Regions from separate parts of the Danio rerio genome. Here region 2 is linked to region 1. Evidence: chromatin contacts called from public Micro-C data. All regions are on one chromosome and are shown on one strand. Each heading gives the region's core, a stretch centred on a gene start, on an enhancer-like site or on the middle of the called end of the contact. The rest is flanking DNA. Distances are from core to core; before and after follow the strand shown.

The links. Hi-C and Micro-C count contacts between places; a contact is called where the count stands out from the background.
Region 2: a Micro-C map of caudal fin shows a contact between it and region 1, with 6 times the contacts expected there. The contact joins the enhancer-like site here to the promoter of pabpc1b in region 1. A contact is called at or near these places in 3 of 18 Hi-C or Micro-C datasets (caudal fin, embryo and hematopoietic stem cells).

What each region holds. Positions count from the first base shown.
Region 1 is chr19:13,248,876-13,252,969 of GRCz12tu, forward strand. pabpc1b (poly A binding protein, cytoplasmic 1 b) reads right to left here and starts at 1,323. Exons shown (of 15, transcript NM_200882.1): 1 at 670-1,323. The coding sequence starts at 862.
Region 2 is chr19:13,369,754-13,373,800 of GRCz12tu, forward strand. All of the region lies in intron 7 of grhl2b (grainyhead-like transcription factor 2b), which reads left to right. Among named protein-coding and RNA genes, the nearest start is that of grhl2b, 29 kb to the left of the region's middle. Within about 2 kb of position 2,533, at least 1 of the 62 cell types and tissues checked has an H3K27ac peak or open chromatin away from gene starts, as enhancers often do. A contact at or near this core is called in caudal fin, where this site is marked.

The sequences.
Region 1 (4,094 bases), core at 73-2,572:
AAAGCCTAAAATTTTGTTTTTGAAAATTAAGACCCTGCAGACACTCTAATACCTCAAAATACTTTATTCTTACCAAATAAAAATGCTTGAAAACAAAAATCTAAAGAAATAAAAGTTCTTTTTAAACTAAATTATTAGTGTTAACCCCCAAGAACAAAAGCAAGACATTCATTGCATAGACACAGCTTACTCCCTGCACGTTGTATTTGAATAACAAGGACAACAAATGTATTAAATAACTTTGAATTGCATTTTAAATACGTCTGATCTTAATTTGAAAGGTTATATGAGAGATCTACACTTACAAGATCACCTGCAAAGAAACAAAAAGCATCATATGCTACAGAATCAATTGACCAATGTGAAGATCGTGCTGGTTCCCTCACAAATGTTTGACAGCTCACGGGAATGTATCTCTGCTGCACACTCTCCGCCCAACCCACGCCCTAAAACTGACAGGCGTGCAAGATCAGCTGTCATGCAACACACTATGCGGTATATGCATGCAATTCTCATCTTCAACCCATTCACAATCAATCAATGGACAACTCTTGAAATCGTGAAACCCAGACAGTCGTACTGCATTATGATTTATGTTCAAGCACACAACTGAAACTGTAGATGTACGCGTGTCATCGGAGTAAACGGCACGACACACATGACACTCACCGTCTGCAGGCTGCTGGAAGTTGACATAGGCATAACCGAGCGACCTGCGAGTGATCATATCCCTGCACACGCGGATGGAGAGGATGGCACCGGCCGGACTGAACTTCTCGTACAGCATGGCTTCAGTCACGTCCTGGTGCAGGTCCCCGACATAGAGGGAGGCCATGGGGTAACTAGGAGCGCTGGGGTTCATTTTCTCCTCAGTCGCAGTAGTGAACTCGCTAAATTTCGTGTACGTTATGTTTCAACCACGTCAGAATATAACGTTAGTTGTCTGTCAAGCTAATTTTAAAACGCCAATTGTTAAAACTTACATCCGTCGGGTAAAAGATGACTTCGCAGGAGGGGTTCAGGCGGTTGGTCGTTTAATATGACGAAAATTAAGGACAAATAAAATAAAACGCGCAGAAATATTAAACGAATCAAGCAAACCGCTAACGTTAGGCCTTCGCGAGCTCACAGAATGTCGTTATTTTTTTTTCTTTCTGGGCTGTTGCGATGTTTCAAGGCCTCCGGTTCCCACTTCACCGATTTATATTTATAAAAAAAAAGAAAAAAAGGATTTTTTGGAGTTTTTAAAAGTTTTTTAATTTTTTTGTATTTTTTTATTTTTTATATAATGTGTGCCGAGGCAAGCTCCGGAGCACACACGCACTCACACAGCACTAACAGCCGGGGGTTTCGGGAGAGAAGGGGCGGGCTGAGCCGTCACATATATACCCGCAGACACGTCATGCACCGTGCACGCGCATGTGAAAACCGCAGTCTCTCACCGGTTTGGATGGTGATTGGGTGAAAAGTGGTAGGGGTCGCGGATCTGGCCAATAAGCTTTAATACAATGAATAGTTGATTTATAGGACGATGTGAAGCTCATGGTTAAAGTAAGAGTTTGGTATTTAATTGTTATTTAACTGTGTATTCTTATTTATTTTTTATTTTACCATTATTTAACCAAGAAGTCTCATTGAGATTTAAAATCTCTTTTGCATAAGAGAAACCTGTCCAAGGCAACAGCCATGCAGTAAAACGATTTATAAATACCACATAACAACATTTCATCTGTCCTCTCAACAAAAACAATTACATGCTTCCAATACCGCTCTCTTTGTAATGTCTTTAAATTCCCATTTAATTTTGTTTTGTTTTAAGAAATAATTTTTTGCAAATTATTCCATGACAAAGGTGCACAATAAAAAAAATGCTGTTTTACCCAGCCCTGTACAAACTCGATGTGTATTAAAAAGCAAACACTTGGAAGAGCGTAGCTGGCAGTTCCCTGAGCTAAGATAAAGAAGTTCATTAATTATATAATCATTTTTTAAATAACTTGACGCTGTTAAATAATTTTGTCTTATGGTTGTGATTTTTTCGGGAATATACATATTTTTTTACACAACAATAGGCTATGTTTTGTTTGCTTTTCTAACTAATCAAATTTAAACATTAAATAATCAAATCAATATAATCAGTCAATATATCAATATAATAAATATGTTCTCCCTGTACATTAGAATGGGCTCGTTTAATAAATAAATAAATGTTTTTCTATGCTAAAAATTACCCTCAGACTTAGTGCACCCACATTTATGTTATAGAAAAATATTCAATATCAAATACAAAAAAATAGGAAAAATAAAGAAAAAATAGAAGAAATTTTGCAGTTTGTATTTATTTATTTTTTGTATTTTGCAATATTTTAATTGAATTTAATTATATTATCTTTCAGTTTCTAAATCTGTCTGGTGACTAAAATATTATTTTAATAAATATATCTGTTTACTAAATCTGTATTGTTTAAATGCACCAAAATACATTGCCTATATTCACTGAGTATTGGATAAAAATATTCATTTTCAAAATGTACTCAATTATGCTGAGCACTGTATATGGATATATCTATATAAAAACGTATCATGTTCAAAAATGGCATTAAATGTATTCAGATCAATTACATTTCAATACATTTTATGCTATTTGGATTTTTTAATTAATTTTTTACATGAATTTGAAACATAAACTATGATAATCGGTTGCTTTGTATTACTCAATTGTAAGTGCCCAAAATAAAATAAAGCTTAGCTTATCTCTAGGAATAGTGGGCATTTGTGTAGTGATAATTAACCTAATTACTTTAATCAGAAATAATATTTGCTGGGTTTCCATAGTCCTTAATCGGTGTTGCCTTTTTAGTTGCTTACTTTCATCATAGTTCAAAAGTGAGCAATATTCAATAACTGGCTCGATTAAAGTGTTAACTCACCCCCTTTGAAATCTCTCTGATGACATCCCAAACCTATAAGACTTTTACTCATCATCAAAACACAAAGTATTTTTTAGTCAAATGTGAGAGATTTATGTTTCTCAAAAGTATGTTCATCAATATTCTGATGCATAATTTATTATTTTTTTCTACATATTGAATGTCTTTATTAAGTCTTCTAAAGAGGCAATCACTTCATACCTGATGAAACACAAACTAAACACTTCAAAAACATTACAATACATCAACTGTTAACCATTAAAAAGTGCACATTTAAATTGTTTCTAGTGTGTTTTGGGACATATGCCAGTAGGATTTTGTAGTTTTAACTCGCCACCATTAGAAGGCAGCAAATTATCCGTATAGGGACCATAACAGTTACCACTGAAGGAAATGCAATTCCCATTTTAATCATTCAAACACTTTCTAACTCTACGAGGGCTTCCAGTTACGATGACGAACAGATTTAATTTGGGCTTCTGTTCACATAAACATTGATCAGCTAGGCTAGCAATGTTCGCAGAAACCATTTAATCGGGGAAGGTGAGGCATGTTTGCTTAACACACACAATCTTCTTATGGGTTTGCAATGACAAGTGTGAGAACATTATTTTTTTTTTAAGGGCGAGTAAGCAATGGCAGAATATTCATTTTTAGTGTAAACTAGCATGTAGACGTCAGTGCTGAAGATCCCCAACAGGGGGAGTCACACACCTTGAATGAGTCTGTGTCCTTAAAGGGATAGTACACCCAAACAAGTTAATTCTGTGCATGCACGTTTTGAAAACATCTTTTTTTTTTTTTTTTTTTTTTTTGATTTGTTTCTTGCAAATTAAAAAAAAAAATGAAAGAATGTTGAAAATCAATAGAGGAGAGCGGGGACGAAAGCTGTTATTTTGTATCAATGTAGAACAGTTTCAATGTAATTTCACTTTAATCAAATGTTACACATTGTTACTTTTGACTCGTCAGCAGGAAGGAAAGTAGCTCACACCTGGGTCAAAAGTAACACAACAATACAAGCTAGGTTTACAGGATAAATCTTGTTTATTTTAAATAAATTTGACCTTGTTAATGTTAACTGCAAACATATTTTGTCCTTGTTTTGGAGAAAAGAGCCGCAACATAAATTTCCTTTTTGCACTTAAACTGTTGAACACGGTC
Region 2 (4,047 bases), core at 1,283-3,782, 120 kb after region 1:
TAGGGTACGTGGGTCGTTATCTAAATTCAGGACAGGTGTGTGCACAATCAGCGTAAGTGGATGATGTAATGCTAGAAGTCCGGAGATGGCGGCCTCTGCTGGCCAGCGAGGGGAGTGACTGGGACCGAGTCGGTGACAGTAGCGCTCCTTTAAAATGAATGTGGGACCCAGGTATAGTGTAGGACTGGCTATCTGGAGATATATATACACATATATACATCTATCTACAATCGGGAGTTTTCCCATTGGTCAATATGCAAATATTTATTTTAATTACATCCATTTTCTACATCGATGGATATGTGACCGCGCGTGCATTGCCGACAAAGAGAGTGTGTGTTTGTGTGCATGTAAATGTATTATCCTCCCTCCCTGTTAAATTTGAACTAATCCATGTCTTGAGTCACATCTCCTGTCCTGCTTTTACTTCTAATTCCAAACGAGGGAGCGATCAGTTTGTGAATGACTCATGAGGAACATCGATATCACTTTTCACCTAAGCTTATCACTCATCATCTAAGCTTTTCGCTCATCACTAAAAAAGCGGTTTGATATACCGGTCACACTTTACAATAAGGTTCATTAGTTAATGTTAATTAATGCATTTTCTAACATTAACAAGCAAGGAACAATACGTTTACTACCGTATTTGTTCATGCTAGTTAACAATAGTTAATGAAAATACAGTAGTTCATTGTTAGTTCATGTTAACTCATGGTGCATTAACTAATGTTAACAAGCATGGACTTGGATGTTAATAATGCATTAGTAAATGTTCAATTATGATTAATAAATGCTGTACATGTGTTGTTCATGATTACTTCATGTTAGTAAATGCATTAACTAATGAACCTTATTGTAAATTGTTACTGATATCCCCGTGTCTCAATGTGCACATCCACCTTACTGATCGAAATGGTATAACATTTGTAATATTCAATAATTTAGGATGGACAGTATGCACATTGAGGTGCAGGCATTGCTATGTTACCAGGCAGCCTTATAAATTACTTCAAAAACAAGTCTGTACTTCACTTAGCCGACAATAATAATAAAAGTGTTTAGCACTGCACTACTTTCTAGCACTACATCTTCTTGTCATATTTCATTTACATTGTTTGCTGATTTTATTTAACAAAACTAGCATAAGGCTAGAATTTAGAGCAAGTTGGTGCTACTTTGCCGTATGGTCTCTGCAGAAAGTGACTGTTTAAGCATCAATAATGTTACTTGTTTTGCACAAAAGTTTGTAACATACAAAAACATAAAAAAACGAAATCTTCCCTATGAAATGTTCTGCCTTTATACTTTGTCTTCTTTGTTTGCTCGTTACTACACCCATACACCACTAAATTCAGATTTCCTTTAGTCTTGACTACTGCGGTTGAATGACATTTGTCCTGGGAGCACTGTGCAAATGTGGCAGCACTATTGACGCATGATAAGGGTCCCTATGGGGTATCTAGCGTATATATCTACGTTCCAAATCCACCATTGGCCAATGACTTTTAAACGTACTGGCTGTATATATTTTTGCAAGCCATTATTATTAACATATAAGCCATTTGTATGTTCATTCTTCATTAAAAATCCACAGAATAAATTAGATTTTATGTAACATAAAAAGATGTCTGATACATTTTGTTTTCTCAAATCAAAATGTAAACTACTGCTTCAAGACACTTAAAACACAGTTATCACAAGATGCTAAAACTCTAAAAAATACTTGCTGCCTGAAATATTTTAATTTGATGAACTTACATCAGTCAAGCTGACTCCAGAAGTAACATATTAGTATTAATTAATTGGTTAAATTTAGAAAAACTTAACTGATTAACTTAGTTAAATTAACTTAGTTAGTTAAATTAACAAAAATATCTGTTGTTAGGCTTTTTGTCATATTTTTGCAGTGCACATGAAAAGATGTGTGTTGAATATTATGTAACACTTTTATGTAATTACTTTTTAGTTGCAAGTTGCTATGTTCACTAATCCATATTGTGTTCTGATGCATTAGAGTAGGTTAGAGTAATCAGAAAGATGCCAGCAAACTGGTGACTATCATTGATTTGCATTGCATACTCATCAGTGCCACATTTTCTCACATTTTCTGCTGCTTGGAAGTTTTTCCTATGCCATCTAAGTGTGCAGTGTCAGTTTTTAGGTCAGTTTTCTTTCATTAGCATGCTTCACTTAACGATAGCCTCTTTCTTGTCCTCTGGCATTGGTAATGGCTGATTATATGAAACTGTTAATAACTAACCACGTAAATATTTAGCGGGCAAGACTGTTTCCAAGGAGGCAGAGGCTAAAAAGAATTTTTGCAAATGCAATTGTAAATAATCAAAGATTGCATTTGAGATCAAATTGAATCTTCCTTAAATATAAACTGATATTTCAAGTGGAGAAAGAAGTTTTCTGTGCAGAAAAACGCCTTAGTTTTTAATGTGAAGTCTGAAGGTTGTTTCTGTACAATCAGTGGTACAGATAGACGTGTCGAGGCAGGTACCTGTTTTGCGTGTGTAGGTGGCGGGTGGGTGAAAAACAAGCAGCACTTTCAACGGTCAGGACTGTAGGTCAAACCGGAACAAGCCGAAAATATGAATATGGCAGTTCTTATACAGAAGTCTGGTAAATGTGCATAAAGATGCACAGCGATAAACCTGCTTTGCATATCATAACAGCACTGTTGTTAATTGCAGTTTCTTTGTTTCTATTTGAAGAGACCGTTCACCAAAATGAAAATTCTGTCATTTGCTCATTCTCCACTCGTTCCAAACCTGTTTAAATTTCTTTATTCTGTTGAACAAAAGCAAATATGTACTGAAGTATGTTAAAAAGAAATAAACAGCCATTGATGTTGGTAGTATTTTTTTTCGTTCCTACTATGGATGTCAATGGCTTCTTTTTTTCCAACATTCTTCAAAATATTGTTTTGGTTCAACAGATGAAAAAATTCATAAATGTTTTTGAGATTACAAAAAAATTATATAAATAAAAGAATGAAATAGATATCAGATAGATCATAGATTTGAAAATGGACATTATTTTGTATAACTTCAAATTAGTAATGGATACGCTTGACAGCTATACTCTACCCTACTTTTTTAACATTTGGATTCACATGGATTTTTCAAATCACACAATTTTTGTCATCAGTTACAAAAGTCACTATGCCAGATTTAGTGATTTTGTCTTGATTAAATCTTGACTTGTCGTGAGTAAAAATGTGCCAGACTACACATTGCTTCATGATCCTTCATCCTGTGACTTCTATGACGAGCGTTATTTCCCAAAGCTGTTGCTATAACAATATTTCTTATCTTAATTGAATATTTTAAACAGTATTTCAATCTCAATAAACACTGATGCTTGCTGGCAAATAATCTTCATTATGTCCTTGTTATGACATTTATAGTATCAAACATGTATTTGCTTTTTATTATTAAGATGTTTTCCTTTATATCTAAATGTAGCCTATATTTTCCAGCCATGGCTTGCTAATTAAACACTCCCTCACCTTAACTTGCCACGAGTGAGAGAGAAAATGAAAGCACATCAACACCATGGAAAAATCAAATGCTCAAGAAAAATGACTTATTAATGACTAATTAAAATGACGTATTAATGACGTATTAAAATGACGTATTAATGACGTATTAAAATGACGTATAAATGACATATTAATGATGTATTAAAATGACGTATTAATGACGTATTAAAATGACGTATTAATGACATATTAAAATGACGTATAAATGACGTATTAATGATGTATTAAAATGACGTATTAATGACGTATTAAAATGACGTATTTATGACGTATTAAAATGACGTATAAATTACGTATTAATGATGTATTAAAATGACGTATTAATGACGTATTAAAAATATTTGCAAATATATGACAGAGGTATGTGATACATCAATAACATTGAAGCAATAATTAAATAAGCGAAACAAATCATCACCGCACAGAGTAGCCAAGTGGATGGGCACAAACCAAAAAAATATTTGAATATTTTTCTTGGAAAAAAAATCTTTTTG